Regions from separate parts of the Columba livia genome. Here region 2 is linked to region 1. A link is a contact called in public Hi-C data. All regions are on one chromosome and are shown on one strand. The core of a region is the stretch at or near the end of the contact, and the rest is flanking DNA. Distances in the headings are between cores, read along the strand shown. Region 1 holds the start of GRIP2 (glutamate receptor interacting protein 2). Region 2 has its middle 13 kb from the start of XPC.

Region 1 (6,194 bases), core at 2,569-5,068:
GGTCTGCCAAAACCATGAAAAAAAACCCACCCCACTGCTAAATTTTCCCCAGGGTCCCACTCCTGCCAAATTCTACCTGCAGAAAGCTAAGGCAGGTGAGAAAGATCTCGCAATGGTTTCGGGTGTTTTGTTTTGGTTTTTTTTACTTTCTTGCCCTCATCCTGTAAATCAACCTGCACCACAAAGGATTTTCCTTTCCCCACACACCACGGGACACCTCTGCCCATGACTGCACAGCAGCAAAAATGCCCCTATACGCTCCTACAGCTGTTTCCAAGGTAACCAGCAAGGAACCATATACAAGGGAAGGAAGCAAACAGCAGCAACGCAATCCTGCAATATCGGCACTTCTGGAGCAGATCTGAGTTGCCCTTTTCCCCTCCAGCCTTGCCAGCTGCCTCACAATTCATGCAAAGGGTGGGTAACTCACTTCATATTTTATAATCACATCAGACAGTCTTCCTTAAGGTTTGGGTTTTTTTTTTTTTTTTTTTTTAAAGGCATCATACTGGAGTTTTAAGGTTAGAGTCAAATTTTCCTCATTTTACTGAAGTAAAAGCATCTGGGGGAGGAAGCAGAATTATATCAACCACCTAAATTTACACTCAAACCTCGTATTCCCTCCCAGCAGAAGGAGAAAAACATATCAGGTTTAGCAAAGGGTGCCTGCCCTCTACTGCAACCCATGTTACACAAGTTATATGCAGCTAGATAAGTTATTTCATTACAAGGATAACAGCATCTCCACTGCTCTGTCTACAGATACAGTTTATCCTTTCCAGGCATCTGGTTTTCACATCCACTCAGATACACCAAAATCCCCAGAGACTTTCCCACCTACCCACATACATTCGTGCTCCCAAAGCAGAAATTAGACTCTGCTGCTTTTACTACTGAAAGCCTGGGAACAGCAAGGATACAGCCCAAATCCTGCAGTACTCACAGAAAGGACAGTGGGACCAGGGGGAAGTCAGGACAGGAAAGGGTTTGGCATAGCCAACTAGTTCTCTCCACTGTCCTGAGAGAGGATCAGCTATCAGGGAGGTAAATCAGCAGGAGATGTGGCTACACAGCTATACACAGAACTGCCTGGCTGGATGCTCCAGCCTCTGCTCCCAGGTCCACTACAACCCCACAGCCACACAGAGCAAAGTAAATCAACCCCCTGACTGGAAAAACTGGGCTGTTATCACTACAGGCTGGAAAGAACACATTTTCTACCAATAAATTTCCAAGCCATTAATATTTTTTTTTTTCTGCATGAAACAGAATAAGGAGTAGCACACCCCATGTACAACCTTCTTGTGGCTGGGAACAAAAATACCTTACAGAATGAAGCATTTCTGCACAGTGGTCAGGAGTCCTAGCCCATCCCTCAAGGGATAGAAGTTTTAAGCAAAAACATGCATAAGGAAACCCACTGTTTTGAAATGGCAATCATACTTCAGTACAGTTCACATGTGTCTTGCATTTCCCTATGTGACTTACCATGGCTGGCCTTTTGAATACCATGATTAACAAAGCACTGAATGGCTGCAAATTGCAGGAGATGCTCATCACATTAATATTCAGTAACCAAAATATACCACCCTTCTAATCACAAATACCCTCCTGATGAAAAACAGGACTAGTCCTCGGAGGCAACACACTGATGGCACAGAGCACACACACCTGGGGGAGAAGCTCCCCAGCTTTGATAGCCAAAACAAAACCTACCACATCTGCATAGCCATGGAGATGCCAACAAGGCAGATATAACTTGTTCTGAATAAGAAAAACCAGAAGTCAGTATTTCTTCATAGACTGGTTGGAAGTTGGTTTGCAAAACTAAAATCTGAACTGAACCCTGCAGAGATTTCTTGGCAATGTTGTACATGATGTGAAACCTTCTGTAGCATCCAGTTAAACCTCAGACCATATTTGATAACACTGCAGCACCACAATAACATCACCAAATACCTTCTCTGTTACCCTTGCAGAGTTATATGCTGTAATACAACCATCAAACTGGTCACCTCGGGGAAAGGGGAAAGAAGTTCCATACAAACTCAGCATGTCCTTTAGCAGGTACATACCTCCTCCTCCTCCTCTACACAGCACATCAGCTCAAGCCTGCAAGAATTATTCCTCTAGATAAACCGTTCTGTGATTAACTAAATGGTAATTTCCAAAGACCAACTACCACTGAGCCAGCCATGGAAATAAATACAATGTCACTAAGGGAAATGCCCAGTGTTTCTGAAGGGCTGCACAGCAGCCACAGGCTCACTGCAGCACTAGGACTGGAGTCAGAGAGAGGGAAACTGAGGCATTACATAGCCCGAGGGACAAGAGCCAGTACAGACAGATGGAGTCACAAGGAAAATAACCTGGCAAACACATTAACCCAGGACAGCAGGAGCTCACTGGTGTAAATGACTTATAAGGCCCCTAAAGCCACCCCAGTCCAGCAGTGCCAGAGCATCCCTATGAGCTGCAGTGGTACAAACCCTGCACCACAACAGGGCTGAATTCACACCAACAGGTCTCTGTATGTCGAACACAGGATCAATTTACTCTTCAACTGGATAAGATTTTTAACAGCTCTGTCTCAGGTGAATGGAGTCTCTGTGTGGAAGCTGTGGTCCCAGAGGAGTCAAACATCAGAAGCAGGTGGTGTTCTCCCACAGAAGCAGGGTAAGAAAGACTCAGCAGCTTAACTCTGTCCTGACACCTTACAGGGCATTTAACACCACACTTTCTCTCCATGTTTATTAACCAGCAGGAACAGAAAACTCCCTGATTTTCACTTTACTCACACCAAACAATGCAACAGTGCCGCTTCAGATATTGTGTGTGATCTAGAGAGGCGGTCAGGGGAAGGGATGCAAAAGAAGAAACTGCTGTTAACCACATGCACACACAGAGTTGAGGTTAATGAGACACACATTCCCGCTCACTTCTGCCCATCCCAGATCAGCTGCTCCACCTGAGTCTTAAGGGAGCACAGAAGAACCTCACTTCAGAGACAAAGTTTCCCCACCACTCTAAACCCAGGAGCCGGCGCGGAAGGTTTAAGCCCCGCTTTCACTGTGCCACCTCGTGGATGTTTCTCCTGACTTTTATGATCTGCAGATCCAACGTTTATTTAACATCACACTCTTGAGCATGTAAACAAAATAATTCACAGCCACTGTGAGCACCAGAAAGCAGCACAATAGGAATCAGATTACTGCGACATGCAATTCACGAACCTTTTGATCCCCAGTTACAGCTGGGCACTGGGAAAAAATACCAGGTGAAAGCAGCAGCACCAACAGCTTTAGAAAGTTGGAGCTCAGACGCTGCAAGCCCCTCTACACATCCAGCGAGGACCGCGCAGCCACCTCTCGCCCAGACTTGCCCCCACCACTTAGAGAAGAAAAAACAAGCAGAGCCCAAGCGAGCCGGAGAATGGAAGGACAGATTTGCTGCAGAGAAGTTTACCGGTACCAAGAGCATCCCCACTCCAGCCCCTTCATTCGCAGAGCTCCCTGGTATCTCCCTTCCAGGAAGACCCTTTCCCCACCACCAAAAAAAAAAAAAAAAAAAAAAAAAAAAAGCAGCGAGGTGGAGGGGAAGATCCAAGCATCCCCGTGCACCTCCCGCCCTCCTCCCCCCGGCCGCACTCACCGTCCTCCTGCATCCTCTGCAGGCACAGGGCGAGGCTCTTCCTCCAGCCCGGCATGGCGGCGGGGGCAGCGCTGCCGCCCCCCGGGGCAGCGGCGCGGCTGAAGGGGCCCGGGGGGGCTGACGGGAGCGGCGCTGCCGATCGCGGCCGCGCTCCCCGGCGCTTTATTGCCGGGCGGTGCGTGCGGCGGCGGCGGGGCCGGGCGGGGCGGGGGAGCGGTGCTGCCCGCCCCCGCCTGCGCACACACGGCCCCGGGGCGCTCCCAAAGCGGGGCGGGGGGTGCTGAGAAGAAATTATGCGCATATATATTTTATATATTTTTCCCCCAGTGGGGTCTGCTTAGGTAGCGCGGGCCCCGCCTGCTGCCAGACAGCGGGGACTGACCCGCACCGGCGTTTCTGCGGTTCCCAAATCACCAGCTGATGGTGAATAAATGCATGCACGGGAAGGGTATGGAAAACGCACTATTCATATTCTACATTCCCTTTACAGCTTTAACCTGGTGCCTTTTCCCTTTAATGAGCAGCAGCTGCCTTGTAGTCCTAACACAGGTGTGTTCATTGAGGCGTGTATTTATTCCAAAGTTGCATTCACTGGTAAATAAAAGTTGCACAGCAGTTTGGCTGATCTATTGCATCTTTTTCACCACCACTTGCAAGCAGGTGAAGCACAGGAGAGACTGAAAAGCATCTTTGTCATCTCATAATATTCCAGAGGTTTTCAATGCTTTTACATTTTACAAAGGAGATGTTTATTGCATATGCCAGGGTATTCATGTTTTTAATTTCCTGGGGGAAATATATCTCTGCAGTGACGAGCAGTTTTGTTTGTTCTTCATTAGGTGTCTTATTAGTTGGCTGGTAGGTCTCACTCTGGGTCTCTACCTCCCTTTGTGAGAGTGATAATATTATGTGTAACAACTGCTGTAATCTAAAATATTATGGATCAAGCTCTCTTTGGAATAGCATGAGCTAGTTCCAGTTTCAGAAGGCACTGATGCTGCCAGGGTTGGACAGGGCAGCTGCAATGCCAAAGGAAGAAATCCATCCAGATCCATCCATATGGACTTCAGCTTAATTTTCAAACCAATTTTTCTGTCCCAACCTGAATGAAAAGCAGTTGCCACAGGACAGTGGAGCAGCATAGGGGCAGCAGCCTCGCCCTCTGTGCTCTGCCCACAGCTTGTGTCTGAGAAGCATTTGCCATTTCGGGTGCTGGCAGCCAGGTCTGCAGGGCAGCAGGAGCCTGGAAACCTCTGCAGTGCCTGGGGAAAACTGAAGTGGCTCAACCCAAAGGCACTTGGGAGAGGGTCCACTTGAAATAACCTCTTGCAGCTCTGTGCACATCAAAGGGAGAAAACAAGTTTCTGCAGAAAGGGGCTGAAAGCGAAAACCTACCAAAATCCAAGGCTTTGGAGGAGTATGAGAGGATGAGGATCCTAAGGTACTTGAGTTAAAGACCTATGGTTAAATTAGCTGACTATTTTTTTTTTTCCCACTCACAGGTTCTTGAAGAGCAATGTGGAAAGGTTGGTTTGAAGTTACTGATATCAGTAGCGTGTTTTCCCAGTGAGTTAAACTGAGATGATCATAAACTCATGAGAACAGCCTTCTTCATTGGAGTGTAAGAATCTGCAACGCTGCAGAGGGCAGACATGCAGCAGCACGCAGCTCCTGAGAACTGCATGAGAGTTTCCCATCACAGAGCACAGCTACAGCTCTGGCCCTGCCTGTCCCCCAGCAGCAGCACAGAAAAATTCGGAGTAGAAACATGTATGGATTGACTACACACACAGCTGCAGCTTCTTGAAGAGCTCCTTTCTTTACACTTTTCTGTAGCTTGCTCCTCATGGGGAAACACAGCCCTCCGCAATTTCATTGCAAATGTACCCGGTTTGTTTGGGACACTCGAGAAATCACAACTCCATAGCTGGATTTGATCAGGGCAACTTCTAGGAAGTTGGTGATATGCACCAAATATTTTAGCTGACAGCAAAACTCAGGAGCTTTTAAGAGAAGGACTAATCTGAAGTCAGCATACATCCTGGTAGCAGGAGATGATGCTGGTTCAGTAGTTAAAACCCAGCACACGGAGACAAGTGGTGTTGAATTATATGACTGACTCAACCACCCACACAGGCAAATCACCTGCCCTTTCTGTGCCTTAGTTTCCTCGGCTGTTAATTTGTAATTGCTTGATGATATTCAGATTCTGGGTATTAGAAAAGGATTCCCAGAAAAGTGATTGTTATTGATCTAACACTGCTCTCAGGAAAAGTAATGAGAGTCTGAGGAAAACGTGACATAGGAAGGGGCTTTTAAAAGTAAGGTCAAATCTACACTTTTTGTACCTAAAAAGCTCATCTATTTTTGCCATTTACACTGGCTGATCTCATAAAAGACTCTCTCCCTTAAATCTCTTCAGACTATAGTGGCTACAGCAGCACTACTTTTAAAGGACACTGGTGCCCCAGAAATAATTAAACATGAAAACAGCAAACACATTACTAGTTGAAAACATAGCTCAGGGCTTCGAACAATTGAAT
Region 2 (6,194 bases), core at 1,582-4,081, 470 kb before region 1:
ACCTCAAACCAGCATCTCTTCTACTCTGGATTTTTTCAGTACAGTTGTCTCTCTTATCTTGAATTCCCAGGGGTTATATGGAAGGTGTCCCCACTCATCATACATTGCCTCATAAAGTTTTAGACATTTAAAAACAAAACAAAACAAAAAGCCCCTCAGCTAAACATGTGACATTTGAAAGGCTGTTCAATTTAGTTTTGAGATGAGTGTTCAATAACTTGTTAGGGTGTTGTGTGTGGTTTTTGTTTTGTTTCTTGTTTCATCCGATGTTCACCCACATCTTATACAGCAGAACTGAGAGATTGCTATATAGAGAGGCTGTAAACAGAGCATGAAAATATATGATGCAAGCAGCCAATTTGCCTTGAGCTTTTTTCTCTTCCACAGTGTCCTGTTGCATAACTGTTCCCTTCAGTCTTGGCTCTGGCATTTATGGGCTGGATGGTTACGTGAGATACTAATCAGAACATTTTTCACTTGTGAGAACTAGGAATTTCTGGAGAAATCTGGAAGTTGTACATGTAATAATAGCATCCAGAGAAGCAAGGGTTAGTTTACATAAGATTCCTTCCCAGTGTTTTCTCCAAATAAATAATCTTTATGTTAGGAATGAACTTAGTATTTTGTGTCCTTTGAGCAGTAAGTTTGGCACAAGAGGCTTTGTCTTCTTTTTGTTGTTCTAGAGAGTTGTGTGTGGTGGCTGCTAATCCTTGGTGTGTGTCTAAGAGCAGCAGAAGCAATTACTGCAGGTCATGCTGACCTCAGGCGAGGTGCCTTTTGTTTTTAGGTTGCTTATTAGTTACCCTTCTAACCCACCATCCTTTGTGTGAGACAGAAAGTCTTTGCAGGAATGCAATAGCAAGGGAAGGAGGAATGCTTCATTCATAAATCTGAGAGCATTTACAAAGGAGGCTATAAATTATTATCTAATTTCTTTCATCTGAAGAAAAGAAAGCAGACAATTGCAATTAAACATTTGTTCAAGATTGCATGCTGAGACTGTGGCGGAGCTGCAAACAGGGTACATTGCTCTTCTTTGTAAAGGATCTCTTAAATCCTAGACTCCAGTAACATAGGTTGCACCATGAATACACAGACCATTGTTTCCACTATTATACTGGTAATGTGGAGGAAGGTGGTACCTCCAATACCTTTGGTATTGGAGGTATTGGAGGAGGAATTAAACTGAACCTACAGGATAAAATTTAGTTTCCTTCAATAGATAATGTGAATAGAAGTCAGTAATGGTAGTAGAAAATAAGTTTTAGTTTTAATATTTCTATGTGGCTTTAATATTGTAAAGATAAAAATATATTTTTAAGTGTCAGTCTTGAAAAACAAGTATATCCTGAATGATTTAATCTGTTTCTCTACAGAGAGCTGATAGTGGTTGATCATACTGCTGTAAAGTTCAAGTCAACAAAATGTAGCTGAAAACACAGAATGGAATGCTGTGCTAAGAACCAAGAGGTGATCCTCAGCTTTGGTCCAAGATTTGGGAAAGGGAAATTATAAATTTAGCCTAATCCTTTCTTATTCTGTTGCCACAGCTAAATAACTTGGGTGTCATTAGCACAGTTGATACTTTTGTACTGATAGCTTTGGATCTACACTGAGCAGTGAACTGACTTGATGGAAACTCCTGGTGTGCAAACTGTGTCTCTGCATTTCAGTCTATTATTAGCTATTTCACAGGTGTATTGAACTTGTAATATATCACCATTACAGCTATTACAGACATCTGTATTAATTATAACAACTTTCCACTGGCAATCTTGGAAGGTAGATGATGCTAGCAGGCCTCTTCATCAGGATTATACTGTGAAGCCCTGTTAAGGTATTACAGAGATACAGCTGCAACTGCGATTTATTCAAACTTTACTTTTCTAACATTGCTTGTTATTTAACATTGGGTCCTATGGTATAAATTATCTATTGTGAAAATTCCTTTGTTTATGTGAAACTTTGCATGACCTTCTTCCTTGCTGTCTTTTCAGACATCTTTACAACCAAGCATATACTCAATTTCTGTATGCTTTTGGTTGTCTATCCTTGGATTTTGGTGAGATAGGAGAGAAACACACTTGGTTTGTATTTTTTTAGTGACTTGTAAATATTGGTGTGGGACATCAAGAATCAGCAAACTGATGGGTATGTACGCTGTCAATGACTTCTGAGCAAGTAACAGCCTTGTAGGAACCTTGCTGGTTGTGAAAGCTACACCTAGGTCTCACCTCAAAATCCAAACTAAGCCCCCCACGCTTTGACTACTTGAAGATACAGTGAGCTGGGAGCCTCCTCAGTTGTGGTGTGACGGTACAGCTTGTGGAAGACACAGGCCCTAGCATGTGATATGCATTAGGTTGGAGTGCAATGGAGCTCTGCGTGTTGAGATCGTGTAGTCTCTGTGGGCCGTACCCCAGGGGGCTGAAGATGAAAGCTGCAACAGTGTGAAGCTCTGCGTGGGCTGTGTTTGGCCCACAGGCTATGTTCACCATCCCTCATGTTCACTGGAATGTAGAACTTCCCAGCCTAATACAGATTGTGTTTGTCTTTTTTTTTTTTTTTTTAACTGTTTAACAAAATAGAACTTGTAATTTTTTGTCCCGAAGTGGGAGTCACTTAAAATGCATTAGTTGAGGCCAAAGGAATTTCCATTTCACCCATGGCTCACACTAGCCTGCATTCTAAGCTCTTCTATGTTGAGAAACCGCCAACTCATCTGCGAATGAACCGTCTTTACTGGTGTGATGTTGCTCAGATTTGATGCCAGGCATTCTCACTTTAAACTTGTACACAGTAACCCCGTGTATCCCTTGGGTCCACTTGTATACAAGTGTGAACTCCCTGCTTTGCTCTGTGCCTGCTTTGAATCTTGAGGCTGAATCAATAAACCATCGCAGAACTGATAAACCACAGCACTGATAAACTCAGCTTATCCTCTGTCCAATTTAAGTCCAAGGGGACTTAAATTCTGAATGAGTTTTACTTTTTAGAGAAATGAGTCAAGTGGTTGAGAAGAACCTTGCAGCTGGACAAGATAACCCCTCTAAATTAAACTGTAATGCACTGGGTATATGGATTACAGAGTGCAATGTCAAATAATTTTCAACAAGGGTTCAGACCATGAAGTTTGTCTCTGGTAGATTTCAGTTTCTTCAGCATACTGACAGTGGCTTCATCCTTACCCCCTGTTATCTTTAAAGGGTCTCTCTCCATATTTGTTAAAAAGTCCCTTTGAAGGTGGATGGGAATTCACTTTTAAAAGTCAGTGTTTGATACTCAAAATTTCTACTGTTTTTGGCAAAATATCTTGTCTCAGATGGAATATTCCATTCAAATCTGTAGGTGACAACGTACAGCTTGGGTTTAGCCGAATGTAAGCATCTGCCTGTCTCCTTATCTTCCAGACCAAAGAAAAGGAGACTTTCTTTTCCTTGTTCTTACAGAAAGCATCTACGAAGGTGATGAGGCATGAAGAGCAATTGTAATACAAAACTGACTTAATGTGGGGTTATGAGAATGACCCAGATGCCATGGAGGAAGGAAAACTGGATGTGTGCAGCAGCTCTGCCTTGGCTGGCCTTGTGGCCTTAATGACTTGGTGATCTAGGGGGTGGAGGGAGGATTCTTCCTGTGCTTTTTCTCCTGGAACTTTGCTGATCAATAGACTTTCCAATAGTTACGCGATGGAATGGCAAAAATGGTCCTGTTGCCTAAGAAATGTCTCTGGTGGCAAAGTTTTTAAAGGTCTGGGAGTTTCCCTATTGTATTTAATGGGGCCTTTGGCTCATAAACACATTAAACAAAGAAACAATAGATCCCTAGGGGAGTTTTAAAAGCTGAAGTGCAGGAACTTTAATAATATTATGAGGACCTAATATGTCTTATGTGGGAACTTAATTCTGAGGCAAGAATTATGAAAAGAATGTTCGAAGTGAAGATTTAATTACATGATTTATTGTTAATCATTCATTATTATATATACAGTGCCAGGGGCACTCCTGGTGCTTTATAGATGATTACAGAATAGCAATTCCCAGATCAAAGATCTTGATCATGCAATCTTTATTCGTGTAAATATTCCCCATGGTGCCTGATCTTGTTCCATGTTAAAACTCAATAATCCCCCCCAACACAGCCCATCACAGACAATTAAAAGAACTTCAGCAAGAGAATGCTGATTAATTATCCTCCCCAGAACACTGAATATTTTGGTCCTGTATATTGTATGGATAAAAGATATCTATTGTGTTTTAGCAAACCTCACATTTTTCTGCAGCTTTAATTCTTAATTACAGTGTCAGCAAGCATTAAGATTATTGCCATGATAGAAGCGGCTTATTTCTGGAAGAAGAAAGTCCACTGGCTTGCCCCCATATGTTTCAGACCCTGTTGAGTTAATGGAACCAATTTACTTGCATGTAATTGTTCCCTCAGTGACCAGTATAGAAAGTTTCACCTTCTAAGACAGATGCTGGATGTGAAGTACTCCTGTGAGCTACGCAGATGCTGAAATCTCCATTTGCAAAAGGTTCCGCTTTTCTTTGTTTCGTCCTGTGATGCTTTGCACTCCACTGGAAATGCCACCGATGAGCAATGCACTTAAATGGTTTTCTTCCTCAGCTGCAATGGCTGTGGTTTAGCAGGGGTTGCTGGAGGCAGGCACAGAAGCGAACGCAGCTTGTGCAGCCGTCTTTTGGCTTCTGTCTTTGGGACACAACGGCTCTGGTGGAGAGAAATGGAGGCGATTGTGCGCAGAAGGCAAAGGAGGCTTTTTTCCCCTCCATCTGTTACAGGATTTTAATGGAGCTTTTTACAGCATGCTGTCCCATCACTCGAAAAGCAGTGCCACGTAGCACAGAGAAAGGTATTCTGGCCAGCAGTGTGTGATGATCCACATTCTGAAGATTCCAGTGTAGTGATCAGGATTCAGATTCCTATCTGAATATCGTCTGTCTAGACAGTGGGTAGGGAGTATTGCTAGAGGAGGCGGTTTGGATGATAACCGGTGTTGCCTGCTCTTGAAAACACTTTTTCTTTCAAGGTTGTGTTTAGTCATTAAGATTAAAACAGCCCAAGGTGTCATGTAATTAACGAGGATGTTAATGAAGTCTGATACTTGGTGCAGGAATGAGCATTGCTGGATGGCACTGACCAGTTTTGTGTTTACCACTAATGATAGCGAAGGGCTTTTTTGTATTGACTCCATTTAGAAACTTAGTGCCACAAGATGGTGTGGACGTTGGAAGCTGATGTAGGTTGAAAATGGGGCTAGTGTAATTTATGGAAGGTTTGTATACCAGTCAGTTTGTGACTGGTATACACAACAGTTCAGATGGGATCTCTCAGTTATAAACTGTTGATTGCTGGAGAGTAAGGATGTCCCTGGGGAAGAATTGCTCTACATACACACCCTGTTTCTTATACTCCTTACCGTACTGTTGAGAACAATGCACTGGGCTATAGGGAGCTGTCAGCTGCCTCGGCGTGATTGTTCTTACATTCTCATGTGTTCCAGGCTCTTGGAAACTTCTCATTTCTGACCCTAATCATGTGGCTCACAGTATTATTAATTCTCCTTGTATTGTCCTCATAGCCACACAACCCCTTCTGAACTGCCTTAGTGTGCCCAGGGTTGAATTCTCAAGAACGGGCAGGTCTGTAGTTGCCACCAATTCTACAGGTAGAATTCTGACTCTCCTTTAGAGGGACTGGAGTCATGGATCCCTTGGACATTGCTCAGATCCAGCAGCAAACAAATGCTGAGTGACTGACCTTCCCAGTTCCCCTTCAGCTCTCTCCTAAATGCTTTGGCAATAGCAGTTTTGATGTGCAACGTTGAAGTATGGCCATGATATAATTTACTCAAGGTACAAGTGAAGGAGTTGTGAACCAGATTTAGGATTATTTAGACACAGAAGGTCCAGTTCCTGGCTAAATAATACCATAGCACTTTTGAAGGGTTTCTAAACCACGTAATATTATATTAAGGATCAGCTTTACAGTCACAGGCAGGTTTGGCTGTCAGCAGCAGACATCCCCCTGCCTTCCCCTCTGTCTTCCCCCTTTTCTTTCCTGGAGTGATCGCGTTTCCCAGACTAACATATTAGCGAAGACTGCAGCTAATTTTAGTTTACATGAATAAAACAAGCTATATTACATGGTAACTGAATAGGGCTACGTATACCATT

Evidence for each region. A called contact is a pair of places that touch in the nucleus more often than the background predicts.
Region 2: a Hi-C map of liver shows a contact between it and region 1, with 2.7 times the contacts expected there. The contact joins the enhancer-like site here to the promoter of GRIP2 in region 1. A contact is called at or near these places in 2 of 2 Hi-C or Micro-C datasets (crop and liver).

Annotation. Positions count from the first base shown.
Region 1 is chr10:18,538,581-18,544,774 of bColLiv1.pat.W.v2, reverse strand. GRIP2 (glutamate receptor interacting protein 2) reads right to left here and starts at 3,818. Exons shown (of 23, transcript XM_065075604.1): 1 at 3,652-3,818. The coding sequence starts at 3,706.
Region 2 is chr10:19,006,813-19,013,006 of bColLiv1.pat.W.v2, reverse strand. No RefSeq gene overlaps it. Among named protein-coding and RNA genes, the nearest start is that of XPC, 13 kb to the left of the region's middle. Within about 2 kb of position 2,831, at least 1 of the 3 cell types and tissues checked has an H3K27ac peak away from gene starts, as active enhancers do.